Regions from separate parts of the Sus scrofa genome. Here region 1 is linked to region 2. The links are chromatin contacts, called in public HiChIP or PLAC-seq maps. All regions are on one chromosome and are shown on one strand. Each heading gives the region's core, a stretch centred on a gene start, on an enhancer-like site or on the middle of the called end of the contact. The rest is flanking DNA. Distances are from core to core; before and after follow the strand shown. Region 1 holds the start of BBS10 (Bardet-Biedl syndrome 10 protein). Region 2 has its middle 130 kb from the start of KRR1.

Region 1 (5,437 bases), core at 2,884-5,383, 610 kb after region 2:
TTAAAATAAAATATATACATTAAAAAATTTATTTTGGAAAAACAGCTGTCTCTCAGTATCCAAGAGGGACTAGTTCCAGAAACCCCACTGTGGACACCAAAATCTGTGGATGCTCAAGTCCCTTATATAAATAGCACAGCATTTGCATATAACCTATGCACACCACATTGTGCACTTCAAATCATCTCTAGATTACTTATAATAGCTAACATAATATAAATGCTAAGTAGCTGCCAGTGCACCTGGCAAATTAAAGTTTTGCTTTTTGGAACTTTCAGGAATTTTTTTCCCTGGAATATTGTAATCCACAGTTGGTTGAATCCATGGATGCAGAATGGACTGTAATTCTCAGATTATTTGCTACTATTGAACTCTGTCTATGCACCAAATACAATAAAAATCAGCAAATATATGAATTATTTTTGCAAGCTCTTGGGGGACAGAAGAAAATGATAGTATGAATTTTATGCCCTTTCTGGAATTAAATTTCAACTAAAGAAATGAAAATAATTTTATAAGGCACAGAGTCATATTTCAGGTAATACACTCAATGGTTTACAGATGGCGAAAAAAATCTATCCAGGATTTTCCTCATGAAATGGAAATAAACAAGGGGCCACATAAGAGTTAAAAACTAATTTTATTTATATGCTATTTGAGGGGAAAAAATGAGACATTTACTCACTGCTTCAGAATTATGGGCAGGGAAAATAAATTATTTATTTATTTATTTATTTATTTTTATTTTTTGGAGGTTCCCAGGCTAGGGGTCTAATTGGAGCTGTAGCCGCCAGCCTACACCAGAGCCACAGCAACATGGGATCCGAGCCCCGCCTGCAACCTACACCACAGCTCATGGCAACGCCAGATCCTTAACCCACTGAGCAAGGCCAGGGATTGAACCTGCAACCTCATGGTTCCTAGTCAGATTCCTTAACCACTGAGCCACAATGGGAACTCCCAAAAATAAATTATTTTAAATGATACAAACAATGCTTTATGTTACAAACAAAGCAGAATGGCATTTGAAGACCTCATCCAAATCTGAGATTAAATTGTTCTATTAACTAAATACATAAAGGCAAGAGAGAAGAGGCAAGAGAGATGAGGAATGAAAAAAGATACAGAAAAGTAAAAATGATAAAGAAACACCCTTCCCCAAACATACAGACTAACACAGATCTGAGGCAGAGGATTACTGAGGGGGAAGAAAGACACTTACTCAGATCTTGGCTTCACTCATCCAGAAGGCTTCCTCCCCAAAACTGTTCCAATAATGTAGTATCTAATATTTCTGCCTGAATGTCCAATGGCCTTGTATACTTTTCTAAAGACTTTTAAATTTATGCTGTTTGTCTAACTGGACTGAATTGATTTGAGAATCAGTGGTCACATGCCTGCTTTGTTTTATGGTTTGAGTTGGATAACTTTGCTAATAAAACACTCCAAATTTTATAGTTCTTCTTCTGAATCTTCATCATAAATTTCCTGCGGTAGTCTCTTAATATTGATTACCAAATCAATGGTTAAAATGTTTGTCAAACACTGAAGAACTGAAGTTAGTAACTGGTATTTACCAGCAACTGATTCCAAACCTGCTGGATTGCTTACCATGGGTTGATTGGTTTGCAGTGCATGGAGAGCTCTTGTATATATTTGTGGGAAACATTTATTTCCTTTCTTAGACTTATACAAGGTTTTGGGAATGCCTAATAGTGCATTAGCTATTATGATACTAACCATGGTTTCCTCTGATTGCTGGAATTTTTTGGCATAGTTGAGAAGATAGTAATGCAGTAAGATCTCAAAATTACCACCCACTGGCAAAACACAACCAGCTGGTATACATGAGAAACAGTAACTCTGGGAAGCACTCATTTCTAATGACTTATATCTCACTGGTAATATACTCCTCTTTTCAGCAATTTTTGTGACCTGTACATTTTCAAAGGAAATTTCTATCCTAGTATTTTCTGTTCTTGAGTTAGCAGAATCACTCTCAATAAATGGTTCATGGTCATCGATTATCTTGGCTTTGTCTGGAGATAAATATCTCAATGTTTCATCTGTCTGGTATGTATTTGCTGGCATCACTTCCGGTATTGAACATGGTATGTATGTTTCTAATTCTATACCTGGAACTACCAAATTTGAACATACTTTTGAATATGAATGAGTTTTTGCCAGTTCATCTTCATTCTTTACAACTGTGCCCTGATATGGCCTTTGAACTGAGCTGTTAACAATTTCTGATAACTGATTTCTTTCTCTACTATTCTTATAAACATTAGTACTTGATGTACAATTTTGGTCACTTGCTCGTGTCACATAATTTAGATTAAGGTCTTTAAATAACTGCCGAAGCATTTTAAATGCTCCATGTAGAGCACCCTCATGTTGTTCAACAAGACCTTGCACTGGTCCACAAAGTACTATACAGTGTGGTATAAATGAACATGTGCTAATCAAGCCAAGATGAACATACCTTTTGGATCTAAGGATAAGGGGCTTACAAAATTTCACCAAAGCAGTATTAGAGATTTCATACTGTGAAGAGGCCTGTGGTAGTACAAAGGGAGCAATACCAGTGACCTTCTGGATAAGAGAAAGTTCTTCAGATGATAAACACTCCACCACGGATATGCCATTCAGTCTTGCATAATAAATTACTAAGTCTGGTTGCTTCACACTAGATAGGAGCAATCTTACATTCTCACTCTGTAAATGTTTCACTATTGCTTTTGTCTTTTCTTTAATCCAAAACTGAGATGTCTGAAACTGTTGTTCTGAATTTAGAATAAACTCTGATCCAGAAGTTGAAAAAAGAGGCTGAATGGTTTCAGTTACTATCACTATTCTTATGTCACCATCTGCTGGACAGTATACAGAAAAGTCTCTGTGAAGCACAAGCCCAGCTATGATCCTGGAATCGGAAACAGGAAGGCCGGTGACACCAACTTTCAACTCAACAAAACAGTCATCGACTAACTCAAATACTTCTTCAAATTCACTTTCACAGGACATACAGTTGAAAAAGTAGTCACACATCAACTGTGAAATAAAGGTGTGATTATTTCTTCCCACTCTTCCACAAAAAAATGCTTCTAAGAGCATCTCTAAAGAACTTCTACACAATGTTCTCTTTTTAGTGGATGAAGAAAAGATGGACAAAAAGTGTCTACTTAAGTAATGATCCATAACATAGTCTAATACTTGTGTCTGAAATGTTAGAAGAGCTTGGGAAATAAATTTCCACTGACAACAATTTTTCCAATGCCTTCCATGGGTTTGAATATTTTTGAAAAATAAAGAATCCTTTTCTTTGTCTGTGATTGCATGGAATTCTCTGAGTAAGTGGCAAAGAAAGATAATAAATGTTTTAGCACCATCTCCTGTTTTTCTTAGATGACTGGAAACACATGCCACCATCATCCTGTACAAAAAAAGAAATAAAGCAACTCAGATTTTCAGAAGGCTGCCTCCCTACATCTGAATAACAGTTGAAATCTTGTTTTTACAGCTACAGGCATAAAATGAGAATACTGTCCCTTTGATATACTTAGTTTTCCTTTTTTCCTTTTTTAGGTTGCTTTGTTCTATTTCAAGATTCTAGGGTTGGGTCGAGCTGGAGGGAAAGCAGTGAGAAATGTTCTCGGCAGCTGTTAAGATCTTAAGTCTGGGAATGTTTTCTTGAGCAACGCTCAAACGCTGAGGGTACAGTGGTCTCATTTAAGGTCAGTTTTTTCAGGAGCATAACCTCAGGGACAAGAAGTTCAGGGAGATGGCCTGGAATGCCCATCTATGGGCTGGAGTGTGGGACGTGAGTACCTGATTACGAGATGCTCTAACCGGCTGGAGCGTACCTGGCTATGGGATGCTCTAAATGCAGCGCCTTCAGGAGGAGGCCTCCGTCCCGGCTGAGCAGCACCTCGCCAGTGGGCTTCGTACACAGAATCTGCCGCCCTTCGGGCCCCAAGCAGCAGCTCACGATGGTTTCTAACACTTCGGCCACCTGCAATGCCGCCCTCACAGAACCCACAACAGCCATAGCCTTTCAGGTTCCGGCGGCTCCAGGTCGCCGGAGCGGAACCCGGACACATCCAGGAGGGAGCTGAGCGGGGTGCAGCCGGAAGCGGAAGGGGCGGGGAGGAGGCCGGAAGTCATGGCCGGGCGGCCTCTGGGTTGGGCGAGCGTCCATTTTTTCGCCAGCTCTGCGGTAAAGACCCGCGTTTCTCCCGGTAGGAGCTATCGTCGGTAGCGCGCGAGGTCAGAGAAGAGGTCGGGACTTTAGAGCTGGCTGGAGAGAAAGCCGCAGGCCCTTCCCTAGCTCCCTACGTGAATTCATTCTCCAGAGGCTGCAGCTGCCACCTGTTCCCTCCGTTTCCCAGGAAACTTCCTCTCAAGGACTCGACACGGTCCTTGAGGGGCTGGGCTCTGCAGCTAGAACTCTGCTCGTTCCCAACTCCCGACAAAAGTTGTTTGGTAACAAAACCTCTGCCTTGGACTAGCGCATACCATGTCCACACACTCCATCAGCGGTTCTTTACTGATGCAAGACAGATGGGGAGGGCCTGGCCACAGTCAGGAGCTGCAGGCATTCAGAAGGGGGCTTTACCACATTACCTGGGCTTAGGTATCACTATGAAACCCTAGTTACCACAATTTACTTTTTCTTTAGCAGAAGTGTTGTATGTGAAGACTTAGCCACATTGGTAATCAATAATATGCTTTAAAAACGCATTGACCCAAGATGCCTGGACACAATTCGACGACAGGAAAAAAAAAAAAAATCCTGTTGAGCAGAAAGAACATACCGTTTCGCATACTAAGATACACCTTCTCTCTTAAGGATGAAATAGTTAAGAACATGGGCTTGAGATTTAGACCTGGGTTTGCTGTGCCATTTACTCATCTGTGACATTCTTTTGTGTCCACTTCTCAAAAAAAATGGTGATATGTAAAACTCAAAGTTTTGAGGAGGGCGAGAATGTTTACAAAGCATTCTTTTTGTTTTTGTTTGGTGTCTCAAATATTAACAGTATGTTCAACAAACTGCTGTGCCGTGCCATCACTGAAGGGGTTCACTATCTCCGTAAGAAAGGGATGTTTTTTAAGGTGCAAAAGGGTCGATTATCATAACACAGGACACCTATTAGAGTGTGGTCAATATTATTAAGAAAATTATTTACACTATAGATGTTTCATTGAGATTGAACAGTGAGGATCTGTTTTCCCTACCTCTTATTCCCATACATAGGACAGGAGAAACCTCCCCTTTTCCCTAATAAGACAGAACCAACTGACTATTAACCAGGAGCAACCAGATCCTGAGGAGAGCAAATGTGGGAGGGGAGGATAATGGATGAAAAGAGGAAAACTAGAGAGGAGTGATTTCTTGGAACCTGTGTGATATTGACTCATAGACTAGTAGATAATT
Region 2 (6,298 bases), core at 539-3,038:
AGTGGCTGGTACTGAGCAGACAGTCAACAATCATTATACTGACTATAATTTTCAAAGTAAACTAGTCAAAACACCTGGGAACCAAGCTATGCTTCTAGATGATTATATGAACCTAAGAGATTTTCTTTCACAGAAAATTCCTGTAATTTTATATACTGCTTGTGAATCAAGTTATACATCAAGGACAATATATTTAAATGAATCCTGTTCCAGATTAAAAATAAATTCTAATAACTTGTCTCAAAAGAGAAACAATCAAGATTCCCATTAAGACAAATTGAGTACCACAAAAGGATACAGAGCTAGACAAAAGAAGATACTACCAGTCTTTTCATGAGTATGTGACTCATTTTCAACTCAAAGATGGTATACAGGAAATAAATGCTCATTTACCCACTAGGCTGCCCAGAGCCCACAGGAATAGAGACTACACCCCACTCCTTTTTTGCATATTCAGGAAAATATTATGTCCTTCCTACTGGACTCAGGCCCATTTTTTTCAGGTGTAACTTGTAAAAGCAACACTGAAAAAGTGGCATTCTGGAGCACATTCAAAGTCCATTAAGACGGCACATCCACTTGGATTCCTCTTTAACCTTCGGGCCTCAGGATGGCCTCCCAACCATGCAAGAGCAGAGGGCCAAAAACATCAGAAAAAGAATATGAGATTTCAAAAATATCTGAAAAGGACAGTTGTGTTTTTCAAGAAGCCTTTCCCTCAGTGGCTTTAGCTTTTGCATATAGCCCAGAAGTAGCTGATAAACTGAGGTTCTCTGACTTCGCAGCCTGATGGATATAATTTTCATACTGTACTTGGGGAGATAATGTATGCAGTGTATTGGACAGTTGTTTCTGTTATCAAGCAGCCGTGTTCTCTCATTTCACTAACAAATGTGCAGACAAACGTACATTGTGGCAAATGCAAGGAAATCTCCAGCCTGTGTTTGAAACTTAAGCCTCCCCATTCTTTAGAGCGTAGCATGATTCAGACAATAGAGATCCTTGGTACCAGCATTACCCTTCCTCTGCTGACTCCTTTAAGACTCTGGCACATGACGATAGTTAATATGCTTCAGTGTAGGAATAAATTCTGATGGCAGACAGACGATTACTGTGGAGGAATTGTCATAATAGCTGTCTCATTAAAAAAAAAAAGTTTCACTGTAAATTTAAAATATGTGAAATGGACACCTATACTATACCCCAAATCCTCTTCTTGTAAAGTAGAGGGCTAATAAATATTTATCAATCAATCAATAAAAGGAAGAAGTATTTTCTGTGGATTTTGATGCCTTTCTGGAGAAATGACCTCAATCTTAGCTCATTCCTTTAAGATGAGAATGTTTAGACACAGAGTCATTATAAGCTACTAACGTCATAAAGTTAAGATCAGATTTAGGGATTCTACACTTTTCCTGTCCCTTCATACAATTCTGCTCTACTTTCTGGAAAAAAAGAAAAATCCTCTCTTCCTGAGTTTCCACCAATGAAATATTTACAGACTGATGGGCTCTTTAGTCATCACTGAGCAGAGCTGCAATCTTTTCGTCATTTCTCGGAAGTCATTTTCTCCATCTGCTTAATCATTTCATGTACTTCTGACTCCACCCCACGTGCTCACATCTCCAAGACAGAAGATTCCAAAAATGGAAAATAGCCCTTCAAGGAACCAAAGGGAGGCCTGGCAACATGTGTCCTTTGATAACAGAACATGTCCTCACATGTGACTCCGTGTTCAGCTGCGGAATTCTTTCTCTCTCACCGCGCAGGCAAGCTGCAGTCTCCATCAGCGCTCCGGGGGTGGCGCTGTCGCATAGGAGAAAGCGCACTGCTTTTGATGCCTGGCACACCTGGGTGCAAATCTTGGCTTCCCAATTTACTACCTACATGACCAGAATCAAGTTGTTTAACCTCTCTAAATCTCAGGTTCTTTGTCAGAAATAGTTTCAGGAAATACCTGCTACCTCATAGGACTCTGGCAATTAATATTTGTAATTAGTAATTAGTTAATATATGTAAACGGCCTGTATAATGTGTATAGAGGTCTATGTACATACCTGTATATACCTGTATATGTAACAAGTATGTACAACATTCCCATCAGCCCCCAAATCCAAGAGTTAAACCAATTTCTATCTCTTACCACACTTGATTTACCAGAAATTTTTGTCCACTCCTCTTCCATTTTCCTGAACTCATCCATTTCCCTCCAGTGATCTAAGTCACCTTTGGGCCAGCTACCACCTGATCTGAACCACAAGTGTTTCTTACCAGGACAGTGGAATCGCCGGCTTTCTAACTCATTGCTTTGCTTTCATTTTTGCCTCCTAAAATCTGTTCTTTACACAGCAGTGATGTCATCCTTTTAAAAGATTAATTAGATGAGGCTGCTTTTCATAAAACTCAACATGGGGTTCCCATTACACTTGGGGGAAAAAAAGAACCAACAACCCCAAATCCTTTGCAGGCCTAAAGACCCTATGTGATCTAGCCTTGCCTGTGTGTCTGAAGTTATAGTTATCCCCTTCCACTCTTCCATCGTTCACACTGCTTTTAGCCACATAGGTCATTTTGTGTTTCAGGAACTCACTAAGCTTCTTCTGTTTCCAGGACCTTTGCCCTTGCCATTTCTTAAGCCTGAATGTTCTTCCTGCAGATCCTCAGGTCCTTATTTGTCTGGTTCCTTCTCATCATTCAGGTCTAAGGCTGCTTGTCACCAAAAAGCCTCCTCTGATAGCCAAGTCTCATCTTGTCTTTCCCTCAGACCCCAATGCAATTACTCTCTAGCACATTACTCTGTCTTTTCTTTATACCACCCAACACCATCTTTGTTTACTTATAGAATGTCTGTCTCCCCCAAAGGAATGTCAGCCTTGTGAATATAGGATCTTTGTCTACCTTGTTTAGCTCTAGATTGTCACCTTCTGAAACAGGGCTTGGTGGGAAGTAGACACTCAATAAGTATTTGACAAATGAATGAATTAGTGTTTTTAAGCCTGTCCTGGGAGAACTGAGCTCTGTCACACTTTTCATAAACATGAAATCAGCAAACAAGATAATGAAGTCTTAAGACGTTCTCACAAAAGCTTAAAATCTAGGTCCTAAATTTTACAAGGTTGGAAAATTCTGGAGCATTATAAAGTTGTTCAGAACACAGAGCATATTTTAATCTTAGCTCTGTACTTTCTATTTGTGTGACCTTGGACATATTACTTAACATACTAAAACTGGTTTCCTTATTTAAAAAAATAAGGATAATAACACATACATTAGAGGGTTTTGTGAGGATTAAATGAGCTAAGCTTTTAGCCTAGTTCCTGGAACACTGTGCAACTTAATAAATGGTGGTTATTATTATTATGGTTATTGTTATTATGGCAATTAATTCTGGCACCATGCTTTATAGAGGACATTGACAAATTGGAGCTTATCCAGAGGAGAACAAACAATCTTGTGAAGGGTCTGGAAACCACAACTTGTGAGGAACGATTGAAATTGCTGAGGATGTTTACTTTGGAAAAGACAATTTTTAAGAGGAACATGATAGTTTTTTTTTTTTTTTTTTAAGCACTGAAAACTGTCTCATGGAAGAGGGATTAGATTTCTCCAATGTCATTCTAGAAGATACAGTTAGAGCCAGGAAATGCAAGTTAAATCTTGATCTCGTTATGGTCTAATAACCAAACTGTGCAAACCAAAATAGATTTAATTCTATTTTTAAAAATGAAAAAAAGTTAAGGCATGGTTATATACATCCCCCACCCTCTTTTCTTTAGGACCACACCCACAGCATATGGAGGTTCCCAGCCTAAGCGTTGAACTAGAGCTGCAGTGCTGGCCTACACCACAGCCACAGCTATACAAGATCCAAGCCATGTCTGCGACCTACTCTGCAGCTCATGGCAATGCTAGATCCTTCAGGAATTGAACCCACATCCTCACTGATACTAGTCGGGTTTGTTAGCTAAGCCACAATGTGAACTCCATTTACATTTTGACTAGGGAAATTATACACTATATGAAGCCATTTATAATTGCCATAATGGAGGTTTTGTATCAATATGAAAAGTGTCTATGGCATGTCAATTGCAAAAAGAAGACTATAAAATATATGCATATATGCTGTGATCCCAACTTTGTATTTACAAGAGAAGAACATATAGGTAAAAGCACATACAAGTGAAATGTGTTGCTTCAATAAGTTGTGTTTCCTATCATTTTAAATATGGAAGCAGAGGCCAGACAACCTCTTAGAACAAATGACATTCAAGAAATTATGTGTCAGAGAAAGGGTTGGGCAGGGAGAACTCTGGGATTTGAAAGTTCCATGGCCCTATGACCCACCAAATATATTACAGAATTGTGTTAATATAAGACAGTGCTTATTTTTTCTTTTTAAGAAGCAAAAAGGACATTAGGTCCCACTAATATCTTCATTTCCTCCCAGTTATAAGACACACAAAAAGTTTAAACCCAGGAGACCCAAAGGCTGGACTTCATCATCTAATGGGGACCTTGCAGCATCAAGTAGGAGATGTTTCTCCCCACTATTTCTTCTGCCCTAGCAAAAGCCTGTTGACTCTCTCTGAATCTCATTTTCTAGATCCTTCCCTAAAAAGGAGAAACTGCACAATTTCTTGTTCTGAAAATCTGTGGTTCATCTTGATTACTTTGGTAAATATGGACTTGACCAACATCATTAAAAAGTCTACGAAGGAGTTCCCGTCATGGCTCAGTGGATAACGAATCCAACTAGGAACCATAAGGTTGCGGGTTCAATCCCTGGCCTCACTCAGTGGGTTAAGGATTCGGCGTTGCAATGAGCTGTGGTGTAGGTTGCAGACGTGGCTCAGATCCTGTGTTGCTGTGGCTGTGGTGTAGGCTGGTGGCTACAGCTCCAATTAGACCCCTAGCCTGGGAACCTCCATATGCCATGGGAGCAGCAAAAAAAAAGAAAAAAAAAAGGCTACAAAATAACAAATGCTGGAGAGGATGTGGAAAAAAGAGAAACCTCTCACACTGTTAGTGGGAATGTAAATTGGTACAGCTGCTAGGGAGAACAGTATGTAGGATCCTCAGAAAACTAAAAATAGAATTATGATATGATCCAGCAATCCCACTTCTGGGCATAAATCCAGATAAAACTATAATTCAAAAAGATACGTGCACTCTTATGTTCATAGCAGCACTATTCACAATAGCCAAGACATGGAAACAACTTAAATGTTCAACAACAGATGAATGGATTAAGATGTGGTACATACACACAATGGAATACTACTCAGCCATAAAAAGAACAAAACAACGCCATTTACAGCAACATTGATACCACTAGAAATTATCAAACTAAGTGAAATAAGTCAGAAAGAGACAAATACCATAAGATATCACTTACATGTGGAATCTAAAATATGACACAAATGAACCTATCTGTGAAACAGACAGACTCACAGACATAGAGAATAGATTTGTGGTTACCAAGGGGGAAGCTGGGTAGGAGAGGGATGGATTGGGAGTTTGGGGTTAGTATATGCAAACTACTACATATAGAATGGATAAATAACAAGGTACTACTATATAGCACAGGTTACTAGAGTCAATATCCTGTGATAAACCATTATGGGAAAGAAAAAAAAAAAGAATGTATATATTTATATAATTGAGTCACTTTGCTATACAGAGGAAATTAACATAACATTCAAAATCCACCATACTTCAATTAAAAAAATAAATTAAAAAAAGAAAAAAACATGAACTTGACCAAGAATTAGAAGCCACCCGATCTCTGTGAATAACAAATTTCCAAGAACACTGATAAAGGAATAACTTTAGGAGAATGCTGATCTAAAAATCAGGGAAGGTTCTCTTTCCCTGCCAGGATCAAAAAGTAATAGATGATTCCTTTTATAACTTAATGGGTATAAAGTTGAACTTTAAGATACAGGCAGTCACAGGCAGGGTTTTCAGTAACATCTCTGTTATACACATAAGATGACATTAAGCAGTCAGCAGCATTAACGTTGATGATAAAGGTGTTCTTCACTGTTGTTCAAGTTCTAGGCCAATCTTTCACACTGCCTTTATCCTCAGAGGGGAAAAGAAAAAGTACCCTTTTTGGAAGTTGCTGTGGTGGCTTGTGGTAACGAACCTGACTAGTATCCATGAGGTTACGGGTCCGATCCCTGGCCTTGCTCAGTGGATTAGGGATCTGGTGTTAACATGAGCTGTGGTATAGGTTGCAGATGCAGCTCAAATCCTATGTTGCTTGTGGCTGTGGTGTAGGCCGACAGCTGTAGCT

Evidence for each region. HiChIP or PLAC-seq counts read pairs in DNA pulled down with a chosen protein or histone mark.
Region 1: a contact with region 2 is called in an H3K27ac HiChIP or PLAC-seq map of alveolar macrophages. The contact joins the promoter of BBS10 here to the enhancer-like site in region 2. A contact is called at or near these places in 3 of 5 promoter capture datasets (fetal liver, fetal skeletal muscle and liver), 8 of 47 Hi-C or Micro-C datasets (brain, embryonic fibroblasts, heart right ventricle and 5 more) and 1 of 2 datasets of contacts at active chromatin or transcription factors (alveolar macrophages).

What each region holds. Positions count from the first base shown.
Region 1 is chr5:39,562,217-39,567,653 of Sscrofa11.1, forward strand. BBS10 (Bardet-Biedl syndrome 10 protein) reads right to left here and starts at 4,134. Exons shown (of 2, transcript XM_003481665.4): 1 at 3,864-4,134; 2 at 1-3,433. The coding sequence starts at 4,048. The coding sequence ends at 1,453.
Region 2 is chr5:38,951,968-38,958,265 of Sscrofa11.1, forward strand. No RefSeq gene overlaps it. Among named protein-coding and RNA genes, the nearest start is that of KRR1, 130 kb to the left of the region's middle. Within about 2 kb of position 1,789, at least 21 of the 83 cell types and tissues checked have an H3K27ac peak or open chromatin away from gene starts, as enhancers often do. A contact at or near this core is called in alveolar macrophages, where this site is marked.